Linked DNA regions of Gossypium hirsutum: region 2 is linked to region 1. The links are chromatin contacts, called in public Hi-C maps. All regions are on one chromosome and are shown on one strand. The core of a region is the stretch at or near the end of the contact, and the rest is flanking DNA. Distances in the headings are between cores, read along the strand shown. Region 1 holds the start of LOC121211246. Region 2 holds the start of LOC107962890 (zinc-finger homeodomain protein 5).

Region 1 (2,587 bases), core at 44-2,543:
GTTTCAAGTTTTACTTTTTTTTAATTATTATTTTTAACATATTACCTCATTTGGTTAAATAGTTAATTAATAGTGTTTTTATCATTGAGTCTCATGTTCGCTTTCTCTTCTAAGCGCATTGATATTTTTTTATTTCATGTTGTTTCAAGCTCTTTTTTGTTAATTAATAAAGATATTATTTTCAAGTTTTTTATTTTCAATTTATCTTTTTAATTAATAACTTTTTTATAAAATCACATAATTATTACCAAATATCATTATTTTTAGTAAATATAATTTTTATTATATAATTGACAATAATTATTTTATTTTATAAATAAAAGAGTGATTAATTAAAAATAAAAAAAACTTGAAAACAAATATATTTATTAATTAAAAACATTAATTAAAAATAAAAAAATTGAAACAACATGAAATAAAAATATAAATATGAGTAGGAGAGAAATTGAAGCTGAGACTCAAAAGACTAAAATCACTTACATTTAACTATCTAACTTTTTGACATATTAACTCTTTTGGTCAAATAGTTAAAAGTTAGTGGGTTTGTCTTCAAATCTTAGGTTTAATTTCTCTCCTACTCACATTTCTATTTTTATTTCATTTCTTTCAAGCTTTTCTTTTATTTTTAATTTCTATTTTTAATAAATTAGCTCATTTGGTTAAATGGTTAATTAATAGTGATTTTATCTTTGAATCCTAAGTTCAATTCCTCTTTTGAGCATATTTTATTTTTTATTTCATGTTGTTTTAATTTTTTTATTTTTAATTAATAATTATATTAATTTTCAGTTGTTTAATTGTCTTTTTAAATAATAACTCTTTTATGCAAAGATCAAATAATTATTTTTATAATTAAAAATAAAAAATAAAACTTGAAACAACAAGAGCATGAAATAAAAAAAAAGAACAAATGAGGAACCAAATCCGATATTTAATGACAAAACTATTAATATTTAACTATTTAACTAAAAAAATTTAATGTGTCAAAAAATTAAAAAACAAACTTTACAAAAATGCGTTTTCTATTTTTCTTCCCAAAATTAATATATTTCTCTAAATATTCTCTACCTAAAACCTTAAATATTTTTAAAGGGCCAATTTCTTTTTTCAAATTCGGCCCATTTTAACGTATAATATACTTTGTATTTAAATTAAATTATTTTTATCATTAAAAAAATCAATTTTTATCTGTTCTCAAAATTCTAACTAGCGAGTAGTACTATTTTTCAGAATATTGTTATTTATTTATCTTCATGTACGCAATACTTCGAACAGCTTCTGATCTCTGGTGAATGGCCCTCCCTCGGCTAATCCCATCCCATTCATCTTCTTCTTCGCTCACTCACCAACCTTCGATAAGCCCCAACGCTGTCGGTCCTTATCTTTTAAACCCTAATTTCAAGCCATTTTCCAACTCTTCTTCGCTCTTCCAATCCCCCAGGTTCCATAGGCTCGGCTCCCTCCGATGCTTCGCTTCCTCTTTCCCGGAGAAACGCCACCCGTATCCTCCCCAATCAGATGAATCCGTACAGATCCCTCTATTTCCTCTCCCCTTAGTTCTCTTCCCCGGCGCTGTTCTCCCCCTCCAGATCTTCGAGTTCCGTTACCGCATTATGATGCACACGCTCCTCCACACCGACCTCCCCTTTGGCGTTATTTACTCTGATCCCGTCGGTGGCACCTTTGACGTCGGCTTCGTCGGAGAGATTTTCAAGCACGAACGCCTCGTCGACGACCGCTTCTTTCTCATTTGTGAATGTTATGAGTATCACTTGTAACACTAAAGTTAGTTAAAAAGTAGTTAGTTTGGTGTTAGCTGTTAAGGTTAGTTAGCAGCTATCTCTGTGTATTAAATAGCATGTAAACGACTAAAGAAAGAATTGAATGAAGATAGATATTTTTCACGTATCTGTTATAATGTCTAACAGTGAAGGCCAAGAACGGTTCCGCGTCACCAACATCCTACGTAGGAAACCATATCTTGTCGCGGAAGTCAACTGGCTCGAAGACTCCCTCCAGCGACGAGGATTTAGAAGGAATAGCCGATGAAGTGGAGAGTTGCACGAAAGACGTGATTCGGTTATCGAATCGTCTCAATGGAAAACCGCTAAAGGAAGCGCAGGATTTGAGGAGGAACCTATTTCCGACTCCGTTTTCATTCTTTGTAGGGAGTACATTCAAAGGGGCGCCGAATTGTCTGCAGCATCGGCTGTGAAAGACGTGTTTCCCTCTTCATGACGAGAGAATTGAGTAAATTTTAAAGCAAACTTTGTTTAAATTTTGGTGAATATGTTGTTGTGTGTAATTTTTTGTACACGAAGGCATCATTTTTATATGAAATTTTGCTTGTTTCTCACTAGTCGTTGTTAGAATCTTGAATGAATTGTTTATACTAACAGGGTTAATTTGCACAGAAGATAGTTTTTGGGATATGGTTTATTCTTTATGTTACTGCTACTTTTTGGATACTTAGACTGTATTGATGGCCGATGAGGTTTAGTTTCCTTGAATAGGGGTAGTAGTTAGTTTTTCGAGCAGAATTTTGTAAAGGGCTTTGTAATTCAATCATTTCTTTTTCCTGGATTGA
Region 2 (2,587 bases), core at 42-2,541, 860 kb before region 1:
TTATTTGTATACAAGTAACGATGATTAGGATTATCGACAGTGACAAGAGAAGACGTAGATATAGAAACAGGGAAGTGATTGAATTGGGAAATTGATGATATGAAGTATGAAGCAAATGGGAAAATTTTCAGAGTGGTAAAGGAGCTGAGGTGATAAAACAAAAATATGATAAAAGTGGTAAGGAAGGATTCTGGAGTTGGAAATAGCCAATGGTTGAAGCTGTACTGCACCCAAAATATATAAAAATAATATGAACAGTGAGGAAGCAAGTACCAAAGCAATACAACGTGGAAAAGTGCAGAGAGACAAATAAAAGGCATCGATTGCATCACGGAAAGGCAAAGACCTTGCTTGGGGGCAAGCGTGGTCGTTGCCAGACAGTTTGCAGAAATGCGCACCTTAAGCTCTTTTGATCATTCAAATCCATATATTTTCATACACACACTAGTCTCAGGGCTCAGCACGAACAGGACAACAACTCTCCCTGTGGACCATCCCCACAGTTTTTTAACTTTTCACCCCTACCAGCATGTTTAAAAGATCTTTCTTTTTTAACTTGTAATGGAGTGTTTATTAGTTTCTGGAAACCTGTTTTATTAAGAAAAGTTGAGGTTTCGGGGAAGGATTATGGAGGAAGCAAAGTTATGTCGCATCAAGGGGAGTCACTGTACTTTATCTATCTGTTTGCTCATTTGAGGGAGGTAGCTCAAGTGGGTAGATTTTGGAATCTTTTTTAACTCTAAAATTACACTAATCTGATTCCAACACCAGTTATTAGAAGTGGAGGAAAGTAGACCTTACCCCAAATATATTAATTAATTAATTTCTGTTCAATTTAAGTTTTTTTTTAATTCACAAATTATAACTACTTTAATACAACTAACTTTTATTTTTATTTAATTTATCATTTTTTTTCCACACAAGTTGAATTAGTAAATTTTTGGGTTTTTTTAAGTGTAGCGACTATAATACAATTAAGGTCCCAATAATCATAAATATCAACTTATTACATGTAAAATCAATTCATTATATTAAAAATAAATTAAAAATAGATAAAATTAAAACTAAAATCAACAAATTAATTAAAGTAAAACCCACCTATAAAAAACATATATACATATTTTAAAAAGAAAAATAGGGCATATACATTAGTCGTAGATTTTTGTTTTAAAACCGGAAGGGCAATAATGAAGAGTAAGTGGGACCCGAATGTGGCAGGGCGTGGGATAGGGATGAACATGACGTTGTCGGTTGTTTTGTACAGAGAAAGACTCCTTTAATCTCGTCAGAATCTCTCTCTTTCTGTTTTTGTTTTTAACACAAACCAAACTCTCTCTTTCTCTCTCTTGTCTCTAAACATTGACTCTTTTAATTTTTTCATTTTTTTTTTATCTTTCCCTCGGCTTCAACATAAGCAACCAAGCTGTCGCTTGTTGGATATGTAGTTGGCTTGTTGGGGGCACAGAAGCAAATCCAGATCTTTAACCCTAAAACTCATACCCCAGATCCATCTCTTTTCTTTCATGGTGTCTTAAAGCCTTAAAAGCTGCTGCCCACTTGCAGTTTCTGCCGTTTGCTGGTCATCTCTTTTTTAGGTCTGTGACTTTTGGTCCCATTTCAACTTTAATGTCTTTTGTTTGTTCTTTCTCAAGATATTGATTTCATCTCTCTCTCTCTCTCTCTTTCTCTCTCTCTTTCTTCTTTATCTCAGCTTACAGATGTTGTAACGGTTGAAATTAGCGGTATGGGTCGATGGATTTTGGCTGGATAATGCTAAATATCGGGAGGAATATAGGGGAAAGGGAAAACAATAAGATATCTAACCTAGATAAGCTTCTTGCATCATCATCATCATCACCGTCATCTCTTTTGATAACGTTTCAAAGTTTTCCGAGTTAGGTGAATAGTTGAATAGTGAGCTTCATTTTAGGCTCTTTATTTTGTGTTTAGTCGATAATTAGTTGTTAAACTATGGAAGTTAGAGGTGAAGAACATGATATTAAAACGCCAGTGCGAGATGGGGATCATAATGGTGCTGCGGTTCTCACTTGCACTCAAACCCTAGACCAAGTTCATCGTCCCCAAAGGCAACAGTCACTTGGCCATGTTGGAAGATCTCCGAACCCGGATCGAATCGCCGGCGCCAGTGTTGCACCCATTTCAGTCAGTTCTAACACGAAGCCATTGGCGGGTGTCGTTAGGTATCGAGAGTGTCTGAAGAACCACGCTGCCAGCATCGGCGGAAACGTTTACGATGGGTGCGGTGAGTTCATGCCTAGTGGAGAAGAAGGAACACTGGAAGCGTTGAAATGTGCAGCCTGTGACTGCCACCGCAACTTCCACCGCAAAGAGGTTGATGGAGAGACCCAACAATTCGGGGGTAGGAGAAGCTTGATGCTTAACCCTCTTCAGTTGCCTCCACCATTGCCCTCTCCAACCATGCTGCACCACCACCACCATCACCATCAAAAGTATACAAGTCCACCCAGTGCAATGGTTACACCAATGAATGTAGCGTTTGTTGGCGGTGGCACCGAGTCTTCAAGCGAGGATCTTAACATGTATCAGTCTAATCCGGAGGGAATGG

The links. A called contact is a pair of places that touch in the nucleus more often than the background predicts.
Region 2: a contact with region 1 is called in a Hi-C map of leaf, with 2.2 times the contacts expected there. The contact joins the promoter of LOC107962890 here to the promoter of LOC121211246 in region 1. A contact is called at or near these places in 2 of 34 Hi-C or Micro-C datasets (both in leaf).

What each region holds. Positions count from the first base shown.
Region 1 is chrA01:24,110,050-24,112,636 of Gossypium_hirsutum_v2.1, reverse strand. LOC121211246 reads left to right here and starts at 1,293. Exons shown (of 2, transcript XM_041083833.1): 1 at 1,293-1,758; 2 at 1,929-2,215. The coding sequence starts at 1,293. The coding sequence ends at 2,215. LOC107943868 (glucose-induced degradation protein 8 homolog) reads left to right here and starts at 1,180. Exons shown (of 10, transcript XM_041098102.1): 1 at 1,180-2,250.
Region 2 is chrA01:24,970,190-24,972,776 of Gossypium_hirsutum_v2.1, reverse strand. LOC107962890 (zinc-finger homeodomain protein 5) reads left to right here and starts at 1,291. Exons shown (of 2, transcript XM_016899442.2): 1 at 1,291-1,595; 2 at 1,712-2,587. The coding sequence starts at 1,972.